2 separate regions of the Zea mays genome follow, and region 1 is linked to region 2. The links are chromatin contacts, called in public Hi-C maps. All regions are on one chromosome and are shown on one strand. Each heading gives the region's core, a stretch centred on a gene start, on an enhancer-like site or on the middle of the called end of the contact. The rest is flanking DNA. Distances are from core to core; before and after follow the strand shown.

The links. Hi-C and Micro-C count contacts between places; a contact is called where the count stands out from the background.
Region 1: a Hi-C map of ear shows a contact between it and region 2, with 3 times the contacts expected there. The contact joins the promoter of LOC103641936 here to the promoter of LOC100217173 in region 2. A contact is called at or near these places in 5 of 25 Hi-C or Micro-C datasets (ear, endosperm, leaf and 2 more).

What each region holds. Positions count from the first base shown.
Region 1 is chr10:137,946,888-137,952,784 of Zm-B73-REFERENCE-NAM-5.0, reverse strand. LOC103641936 (probable purine permease 11) reads right to left here and starts at 4,180. Exons shown (of 2, transcript XM_008665237.4): 1 at 3,800-4,180; 2 at 2,353-3,709. The coding sequence starts at 3,836. The coding sequence ends at 2,553.
Region 2 is chr10:137,777,285-137,782,873 of Zm-B73-REFERENCE-NAM-5.0, reverse strand. LOC100217173 reads right to left here and starts at 3,080. Exons shown (of 1, transcript NM_001362653.1): 1 at 1,754-3,080. The coding sequence starts at 3,031. The coding sequence ends at 1,913. LOC100275350 reads right to left here. Exons shown (of 5, transcript NM_001151968.2): 4 at 5,157-5,253; 5 at 4,299-4,709. The coding sequence ends at 4,690.

The sequences.
Region 1 (5,897 bases), core at 2,931-5,430, 170 kb before region 2:
TTCACATATTGATAACGTAATGAGTAACCCATAACGTTAAATCATATTTGTTTAAGTCTAATCATAATTGATACCACACTACAAATGGATATCGTCTTATTCAAATTTGTTACCGCCGGTATTCAAGTGTGAATCGTTACCATTACCATTTACGTTACATTTCGTGAACCAAACGGCAGATCCGGAACCCAGCATGACAATTCTAACCAGATATGATATGTTTTCCATCAGGACTGACTGAACGATGCCTCCAGTGTTGAATTGGTTCCAGAATTCTGGATTGGAGGAAGAAGATGTTACAGAATTCTGATAAACAAAATGACCATGCCCAAGGTAGTTTGTTCTCTAATTTTACATGGATGTCTGGAATCCACCATCCCATGAGTAATAGAAAACTAGTAGGTAACGGGGGTTTTACTGTTTCAGTTGCAGCAATAATACAAGTGATTCCAAGAGTTTTAACAAGGAACAAGTAATAAGAGGGGAAAATCCAAAATAGCTTTGCTCGGTTAAAACTGCAGTTGGTTTAGTTTGGCATAAACAGGTAGTGAAGCAGAATCTGAAGTTTAACTCGTGCCACGTAAGTGTGTACAGCACCATTAGTTTTACCTGTAATTTTTCAGCCCGTCGATCCTATAAGAGAACAGTATGGTCAAGTGAACCAGAGAGAAAATTTTCTTTCTCAGAGCAAAATGGTATGCAGACAGCCCTGGACAAAACAAAGCATTAAATTGAGTGGATAGACTCAGATTAGTCGGCATCAGGATGGATAGATTCAGGTTAGTCGCTGCAAGCGAATCCGCAATAAGGTGTTGTTTGATTCAGACCTTGTTAAGGGAATGGTAATGGTTACTAGTTATAATTGGATTCGATAGTATTACTAGAAAGAGCTCAACCAAACAAAAGTATCGGTATCCATTACCTCATGTAATATATTTACGTTATATTTCGGTGAGCCAAACACCACCTAAATTGCTTCACTGGGCTGAAGGAGGAGCGGCAGGAAGAGAGCGGAGGGACCAGCAGACATCTGCTTGGCTGCACTACCATACAACTCTTGAGGGCTATTTGGTTTGGATCCAAACCTGTGAGTCTCACCTCACCATGGCTACCATTTTGATTGTTGCCAAAATTGGTGTGCGCTGTAGTAGTGTCTGTCCACCAGTTCATTTCCAAAATAGTGGATGAGGTGCAAATGGCCATGAAACTGGTGCAGTGGTGCCACCAAATTGGTTGCATTAAGGTCCTCTTTGGAACCTCTAAAATTAATAGTTAGCTACTAAAAATTAGTTGTTAGGTTCCAAATACCATCGGCTAATATCATAATTAATTGTTAGCTACCTCACAGCTAACAATTAGTTTATTAGTTGATTCAATCCAGCTAATAATTTATTAGCTAATTAATTATTAGCTCTAGAGGTTTTAAACAGAACCTTCATGCTGAGTTTTTGTATTAGGTAGCTTCACTGAATCACATATTCACAGTTCCCATTCGCACTGTTGCCTTCCCAACTATAAAATCTACATAAAGAAAGGGGTGCCCCTTGCTATATTATAGACTTCTAGTAAGAGACAATAAATGGAAATTGAGTCCACATGTCAAAATCACAAATGCAGCAAGTTTTGGCATCACTACTGCAGTCCAAACACGCCACTATTTTGTCCAAATTTAGTGAATAGTTTGCAGGGTTGACCAAACCGGTTCCCTTCCAAAAACCGGTAGGGACCAATCGGATCGCGATAAATCGGTAGAAATTCACATCCAAACCAATTTTTAAATTGAAACGGCTCGAAACCGATTAATTGGTCGATAAGACCGATAAATTTGTCATTGAATCGATCGGTATAAACCGACCAAATTCACATCCAAACCAATTTTTAAATTAAAACGGCATAAAAATTGTTAATCGGTCGATAAGACCGATAAGTTGGTCATTGAATTGATAAATAGTTATCATGTGTGAAGAAACCAAACTACTTGTCATTTGGCAAATAAAGTACATTGAGGTCACAAATTTAAACAAAAGATGGCCTGCATGTTATCACAAGTTAAAAGATTAGAAGTTGGAAGAAAATCCTCAAAACCTAACTACTAGAGGCCACCGATTTATCTCTACCTTGGACCGATTAATCGGCTAGCAGGGGCGGCTAATCAATAAAATTGACCAATTTTTATTTTTTCGAAACTTGTTTGATTTTTAGTTTGAAATCTCTAGCGTGTTTTCAAAATTAGTCTCAGTGGAAAGTCTAAAAACAATCCATAGTATTTATAGGAAAATTGATATAAAATTTATAAAATATCCTAAATTCAAATGGATAAACCAGTGATACGGTCAAACCTGTCGGAACGGATTACGGATTAATAGGCCGGTTAGCCGGATTTATGGAAGGGTTTGGTGACCTTGACACGCAAGTAGCGGAGAACTAGTACTATACTTCTGTCAACAAAGAACTGAACTAAACTTAGTATTTTCCACTGGCATCGGCAGGGACTTCCGTAGAGCAATTAAAGTAGTTTTGCGATGTGACAGTGGCAGAAAAAAAAACAAGCACTATTCTACGGAGATTTTTGCAGCTTGGTATTGTTCGTCAGATTTCTCGGTTATCCTCTTAGCCTTGGCACGGTCGTCGAGGTAGTGCTGATACACGTAGGACAGGAGCCCCCACACTGCTATGAGCATGGCCATGAGCTTCACCCCGTCCATCCGGTCGCCGAGGAAGATCACGGCGAGGACCGGCGACAGCGGCGTGCCCACCGTGCTGATCACGTTGGTGAACAATGATGACACCGCCGCGACCAGCCCCATGAGGCCCATCGTGCACAGCTGCCACGAGACGGCCGTCGACGCCAGCGTCATCGCGTACGCCACCTCCCCCTTCTTGTACGCCTCCATCTCCCCGGCGATGGTGCGCCACTCCCCGGAGGCGAAGAGCCCGGCCACAGACACGCACGCCGCCGCGGTGTTGCTCCAGAACTGCATCTCCAGCACGGTGTGGAGCGCGTCGCTCTTCAGCACCTCGTCGAAGGTCAGCTGCGTCAGGGACAGGATCAGGGAGAAGAGCGCCGACGCCGACAGCGTGAGCGCGAACCCCGCCGGGAACTTCCCCTTCGGGATGCTGCTTCCGGTCTCGTCCGAGCCGTGGTTCACGCCGACGAGCGCGGCTGAGAACGTCAGCAGCACGACGGAGTTGAGGACGAGCGCCCGGAACTTCTCCTTGTTCAGGAAGTAGGCGAAGACGGCGTTGAACGAGACCTGGCTCGCGCAGATGATGGAATATGTTGACATGGGCAGGTACAGGAGGCCGTACGAGTACATGAGGTTGTCGGCGGCGAGGAGGACGCCCAGGCCGGCGTAGATGGCGGCGAGCTTGACGAGTGGCGGCCGGCTAGCCGCCACGGCGGAGGAGGACGTCGGCCTGACCCGGAACCGGAAGTAGAGGAGCAGCGGGATGGCGAGCGGTGTGCCGCAGGACTGCACCACCGTCTGCATCCACAGGCTGTTGCCACCCTGGTCGTAGTAGATCCTGCCGAGGAGCGTGGCCACGCTCTGTCCGCCGAGGATGAACACGACGTTGATAAGGACCACCGCCCACCACGCGAGCCGTTTCGACAGCGGCGGCCGCGGCGCCTCCGTTGCAGGGCCAGGGCATGCTCCACCGCTCTCTGCTCTCTGTCCATGATCGTCTCCGGCTTCTTGGCATCGGATCCCTGCATGCCCGCTCCATAATTTCAGCTGTTTGACATGACACTGCTGTCTCGCTAATTCATTGCAGTATCTGGTAATACTAAAAAACAGACCTGCGATTTGCAGCTGAATCTCACCAGCGTCACCCATCTTGGATTGCAATTGCAACCAAGATGTGTATGCTGCAAATACTGAAACTACAAAAGGACAGGCAACCGTCGCCGTCCTGCCTATAAACGAACTGATCTTACGTGCCTACTGGTTCTTCTCCCGTGTGAATTCCTCGATAAATGGATCGGCAAGAACTCGATATTTAGAATAGACAGCACGTGGCGCAAGAGTCAAAATTTGCTGTCGACATTTCCATCACTCATTCATGAGCTGCGAGACTAGATGACAGATACTCCGTATTTCATTTCACATGGTTCAGTGTCCTCTAGCTCACAAAAGAAAGTAAAATTCAACGATGTCTGCAAAAGATTCCGAAGGAGAAGGGAGAATGACGTCGATCGCATGCGAATATCCAGACGGAAGCAAACTTATCAGTGCGGCCTGTCGACTGTGTGGCTTTCCAATTATTGAGCTGCAACTGCAACTAGATAAGGTGGGAGTACGTGTCCCTTGTGCGTTAGTTTCGTATCGTAACTCCTTCGTTTTAACTTCGTTTTAATTCTAAATTGACTCGTTCCAGTTACATTAGTTTCGTATAAGTATTTATTATGCAGTAACAATATTAATTAATTAATTGGCAAAGGTTGTGTGGTTATTTCTTTCTCACCAGCACGATCAAAGCATATAAAAAAGAAAACAGATAATTAGTAGATGGACATGTGACTAAATCCGAAGCAGACTACAGAACCGCTTCTCTAGCCAGCTGCAGAATTTTTTTCTAAACCTTGCTAGTGAAGAGGCGATAATGTGGACAGGGAAAGTTCCGTTTTTTTTCTTTTAGAATGCGCATGGGAGGATGGTAAAGTCTAAAAATACTTCAGAACTGGTAGTGATAAAGTATTATTGTCGGTTATTGGCTCTACCGACAATAATAGCACAACCGGTGGACTATCAATATCTTAGACTAGCAATGACAGACATAGTGCTATCGCTGGCGGTTCAAGTTACAAAACAACAGCGATAATTCACATATTATTGTTGGTTTGTGGCTTCAATCAATAGTGATAACTATTTTGCATTTAAAAAAGTATATGTTATTTTTCATGTGAGATTAGATGAAAATAAATTTTATATAAAAATTATTGAGTTAAAGATATCTAAAATTCTATAGTCGATAACTTCTAAATTTGAAATGGTTTACGAGTCTAAATACTTAATATGATTGCTTGGACCAGACTTAACATGATTAGCAACATGGAATGGAGACAATGTCAACATCAAAGTTGTACTACTCAACAAGATCTACAACTTTGTTGTTAATAACCTTTTCATTCAAGATTGTTTTGAATATCAAATATACAATGATTAGAAAATATGTAGTTAACAAAATAGCCTCAATTGCAGTCGTATGTGTCGCGTAGACCAGTTGGTATGTGCACGCGAAGAAACGTGAACATTGAGATCACAAGTTTGAATCCAAAAAAACATATTGTCGTTGGTATGCGACACAAAGGTTGCACATTTGTAATGTATAATGTTTTTATGCACTTTATGATTTTGTATCGCTCATGACGGTAGACTTGCAGAGACTTACCGTTAGTTATTAAAGATGTAACCTATAAACGGTCACTAAAGACGTTTAGCGATTTATAAAAATAGTTATTGTAAGTGTCATTGCTAAAAAAATTAGCGATCGACGTCTTTTTAATAAAAGGGCACGGATTCAAACACATCGAGCTGATGAGTTCCACACTTCATACACCCTGTTTTTGTAAGAAAATAGATTCGACTTCCGGTCATGAAAATACTCGGTGGCTGACAAATATCTGGTTAAAATTTTAAAACATTGACAGTTTATTTAGGAACTCAGTTTGGTATGATAACCACCACTAACACACTGAAGAACAAAATTTTAAAAAAGGGACAACAGATCGATAAGGGAGTATACCAATAATAATGAATTGCAACGTCAACAAAAGAGCTATACAAAATTTCACCTCTAAATATACATATTCTGGTTGATTGGTTACGTGAGCGAGCGGAGTCTGGCTTGGGCAAGCATGGCCGGTGGAAAATGGTATTTACTGGAGTATCCACGCA
Region 2 (5,589 bases), core at 1,831-4,330:
ATGATTATTTTCCCAGTACTATTGAGATGTTTAGGTTGTTCAGATGCCGTCTATGTGATGTTTGTTTTTTATTTTTCTTGATTATATATTTTTTCTTGTTGAAGCAGTATAAATATGAAGCTAGCTGTATGATGTATCTCAAGATATTATTTACATATTCTATGATGTGATACACGTTACGTATATATATGAGCCTAATATGAAATCCCCACCATACGAATTCGGATCCTATTTAAACGTTGGATTCACGAAACGTTGAGCGTTTTTTTTTTTTTTTGGTCTAGATGATACGCCCGGGTTTTGGACTTGTCGTGTTTAGCGACCTGTAGTCTGGAGCTCCAGTACCTGTACCAACAAGACCTTGTACGGAACAGTTGTGCATCATCGCATGGACGCTGCACTAGTGCACTCTGCCTACCTAAATGAGACTGGTGGTAAGCTAAAACACGACTGCGAAGCGTGAAATCTAGTACGTAGTACGCACATCACATGTGTCGGGGCTCCGCCGGAATCGTTGCACCGAACCATACGAGCGGACCGCCGGCCGATGGTCGTTGGCTCGCGGCCAAAAGCAACGCCCGTGTCGTGGCTTTGATTGCAACAACAGCGACGCTATGCACTCCTGCTAGGCGCAATGAACTGTTGTATCGTGCACGCAAAAGATCAAGATATGTAGGCGCTCAGCACTACTACAGTAAAAACATACATCTCCGACGGTCTCCTTATATCCGTCGGACATATATATTTGTCGATCCGAGAGCCTTTGGGAGCCGTCTGATATAACGGCTTATCTCCGACGGCTTGTCTGACAGCCGTCAGATATAAGTACAACCGTCGGAGATAAGCGATTTTAACACGCTAGTCAGGCAGCGCCGTTTCATTTCCATCTTCACCGCGCTCACCCCTATCGCCTGCCCTGCCCGCCGCCGCGCTGCCCCCTGCCGCCGTGGCCCTGCCTTCCGTCGTCAACCGTCGCCGTCCAGCGCCACCGCCTGCCCTGTCCGACACCGTCAACCGTCGTCGCCCACCACCGCCGCCCCAGCACCTGCCCCGACGCCGACGGCTCCGACTCATCCCCTACCCCGCCGGACCAGCCCCGCCCACGCCAGCGTCCGCCCCGCCGCCGAACCGCTAAGTGAGTATTTTAATTTTTTCAGTATAATTTTGTCAATGTATATATTGTTTTCTAGTTGTATTTTTCAGTATTAAAATTTTTGTATGTTTAATATTGTTTAGCTTGTTATGTCCGACGGACGAAATTTGATTATGTAATAAATTTAATTTGTTTTAGTTTACTTAGTGGTATTTAGATAATTTAAATTTTTAATTTCCCATGGTTTTTATTATGCCCTCGAAAATAAGTTTATTTTATATAATTTGGCACTCGTGACAAATTTATTTCGTATATATTATTGTGGTAGTTTATTAGTTGAACTCGTGACATTGTTTTAGTTTACTTAGTAGTAGTTACCGTCGGAGATAAACGGGTGTCGTCAGAAATAAACTATGTCCGACGGTTTCGGCCGTCGGAAATTTTGTGTTTTACCGTAGTGCAGGCATCAATTTCGCTTGAATTAATCTGGAAGGGAGGATGAAGACCACACGCAGGGTTAAGTCACACTCACATTGTCACTTGCCGGCCGTCATACTGAACTGTACGGCAAAACCACACGCACTGCAGTGTAAGACGGATGACACGGCCACATCTTCAGGACAGTTATACTACAATATCCATCCAACATGCAAGGACATTCTCGTATCGTATCCGCTTTCCTTGCCGCCTCCATCCATCCATCCATCCATCCATCATTCCATCCATGTCTCCTCGTACGTGTTCCCAAATGCGAACTCCGAGGATATCCATGAACGCTCTCACTAGTCACTGGTGAGACCTGAACTAGCTCGACTACGTTTACACCCCGGCGATCCAGCGGTACATCACCATGAACGCCGTCTCCTCCTCATCGCCGGACCCCGGCGCCGCCGACATCGCCGCGGCCTCGGCGTCCCATAGCCACGGCTCTTCCTGCCGTTGCTGGCTCTGCAGCCCCTGGCTCCAGCGCGAGCTCCACCGCTCCGAGAACGTGTAGGCGGACGATGCCAGCCGGTCCACGTACTCCCGCAGCCACCCGCGCGAGGACCCTACCGTCTCTCGCGGAGGCGGTGGCGACAACGACAGCGGCGGCCCCTCCTCGACCGAAGGCGGCTTATCCTCTTTGACGGTGCTGGCGATGATGCGCGCGACGCGGGATACCACGGCTTCCACCTCCTCGTCGATCTGGTAGTCGAAGGAGCCGAGCGAGTAGGTGCGGCTGTTCCTCTGCCCGCCACCGCGGTTGCTGACGGTGCCCATCTCGACGAGGAAGCTCGGTCCGGACCGGCCCCTGGCCCTCGGCGTCGGCGTCGGCGGCTGCTGCGCGGCGCCGGCGGCGTGCATGTCGGAGCGCGAGGGGTGCGGCGGGAGCGCGACGGCGGAGCGGCAGAGCGGGCAGGACGGCGCGGTGCGCAGCCAGGCGTCGACGCAGGCGGCGTGGAACGCGTGGCGGCACGCGGGCAGCAGCCGCAGCTCGGCGTCGGGCGCGAACGGCGACAGGCAGACGGCGCAGTCGGGCGAGCTGCCGGGGAGCGACGCGAGCGCCGACGCCATCGTGAACAGCGGCAGCGAGTCGATCAGCCGCTGCTTCTCGTCGCCCGCCGCCGCCTCCTCCTTCCCCCGCGCGTCGACTGGCGCCACGGCAGCGGCAGGCCTCGCCACGGACGCGTCCGCCGCCCTGCTCCCCGGCGCGTCGCGGTGGGTCTGCGGGGGCGGAGGTCGAGACGTCGACGTGGAGGAGGAGGAGCGGTCGGAGAGGAAGCGGAGCAGGAGGTGGATGGAGACGGAGGCGAGGAACACGAAGGCGAGCAGCGATGCGATGATCGTGAACGAGGGGAGGAAGGACGTGGACGCGGAGTAGGGGGAGGTGCCACGGATTGCACCGGCGGGGGGCGGCTGCTGTATAGACGGGAAGGAGGAGGAGGAGGAGGAGGACATGGCGAGCGAGGCTAGCCTATCCACCTAGACAGACAGCAGCGACGATGGGGTGCCGGCGTGCCGCGGCTTTTATTCGCGCGGATCTTCGGAAACAAAGCCTACAGCTGCCGGAACGGAGGATCGATGTCAGCAGCCGTGTAATAAAGCAACCCAAGCCTGCACTCCGCAACTGCACAACTACAATGCTGATTGCGTAAAACTGATCTCTACTCTCTCTTAACAGCTACTCCTACTCATATGTATCGACGAGCGTTGATTGCAGTACATGGAGGCAACGCAGAACAATCGATCTATCTTACTGCATGCATGATGTAATGCCACCAAATATTTGTTTCCGTGTGTAATACAAGTGTATACTCTGTAAAACACGTCGTGTGGCATTTCTGGAAACGAGTGGGAGGTCAGGTGTCCGTCATTAGCTAGCTCTGCGTTTAGTCACTTGGATACACCGACATGTACACAGGCCGTGCAGATGAGAGTGGTGCTGATTTTTGTACCGACCATAGTGATCAGTGGATTAGCAGTACTGGTAGTTGACAACTGATAGAAGGAATCAAAACTGTTCTGTACGACATGGGACGTCAGAGCCCTGTTTGAGACCTGAGAGCCAAGTATCAGTATTCTTGTTCTGAAAGCAAGCCAACCAGTTTCAGAGTTAACTGACGAGTGATGACTGACAGTCTGCTAAATCCATATGCCTCTGTAGTCTGTACGGAGCACGGAGCTCACAGGACAAGGCGGAGGTGTCTTTCGTTTCATCAGCGCGCGAAAGATCAAGAGGCCCCCCGTCCGTGCCTTTTAATCCAAAGCAAGGAATGGCGGAAAGAGGTTGCTTGCTTGGCTTGCACACTTAGCATGCGCACGGGTCGGGTTCCTCGATTGGTTGCTTGTCCGGTCTCACCTCCCTCGTCGTGGCTATAGCTAGCTAAGTGGAGTGGAGAGCCGGGAGGGGTGTAAAGGACCGGCGCTTTGGTGAGGAGTTCCTGCCTCACAGGACAATGAGTATCGTGAGAGCCTTTTATGCTCATTATCCATAGAAAGATTAGTGGATAGCAACTTTAGTAGAATTGTTGTTTACTGAAGTGGCTGTCTCTAGTGTGGTTTCTTTCGACGTCCTGATTATAGACTTAGCATATGATACTAAGTAACATTTGATGATGTGAACCATCTATTCTAGATTCATCATAACAAAGACGTATGTTGCTATCTAGATCCTTTTCATTTCTCTGGTATAAAATTCTCCTCTTTGAGTAATTATTCAGTATCTCACTAGATGGACATTTCTCCATGCTTACCCTGTAGGTTATACGTCTTTTTTAAGCTGCTCCAAAGATCCAATGAATTGTTGACAATCCCTCGCTACAATCCCAGGCCCCATTCGATAGGCGAACATCTAAGACAAGCCAGCCCAAGATCGAATGGATCATGGGTTGTCACGCAGGCAGGTTACAAACAACTCTTTCACCATCAAAGTCCCGGCAAGCCGATAAACTTGAAAGACTTTCCGACGATAAAAAAACTAGAAAGACTTTCTTGTTTGATGGGTGTTGGTGTTTTCAACGGAAAACAGCTTCCCAACATGCACTTCCATGACAAACTGCCTATATCAAAAGTAGAGGGGAGAGTAGTCAAAACCGCAATGTTTCGTGTACCTGTTGTCATCTATAGTCCTGTACTCCTGTCGAGGATAAAGACAAGGGTACCATGGTCAGTTGTTAGGTATAGCCAAAGATCCAAACATCCATCTAATTTTTAGCTGCAGACAACAGGTAGTCCTAGCCGATCCAATCAAAGCCACAGCAACGATTCTAGTAAACATGACTTATTCAGAATACAATATTCACCTGCCATTTAAAAAAAAATACAGCAGCATTTACGTTACTGCCCCCTGAATAAAAATGGATTCAAAGTTTCATACATGAAGCAGGCTGTCACGAAAGAAGCTAAAGCAGCAGAACAGCAGACAGCTATGAACAATGTTCCTAACATATTTACATTCCTATATTGCAAGTAAGCCTCATCATCCGAAGTTCTGAACATTACAATCTTCTCAGTGCGTAAGGAACAGAAGAAGTCCTGAGTTGGATAATAATTTATGAAGCTTAGGAGATTTCATTCTTGTCACCTTTCATCGTTCCAGAGGAAGACGGTTCCCCACTGGAAGCCGGTGAGGCAGCAGCCTGTTGAGGCTCCTTCAGAGAAGTGGACATTCCTGAAACTTCCTACGGAAAAGAGAAAGCAAATGATGTATGCTGTCATTATATGAGCCTTATGGATCACAGCCAAACGGGTACTATAACAGAATTGATTCCTGAAAATCTACATATTTCTCTAGTTCAATTCAGAATCACCTTCTATCCTAGATTTTTCAGATTCATGTTATCCATGTTACCAAGCTATTGTGTCCTTACAAAATCTACAATTGACAGTAAGGTGAACTAAAATCAAATTTCCAAGAATCTACAGCTGAACTAAATAGACCCTCAGTAAGGTGAGTGTTTTTTTAGGTTGCGGTCATATCCTTTTCTTTTACTGGTGCTAAGGAGATTTGTAGTTTC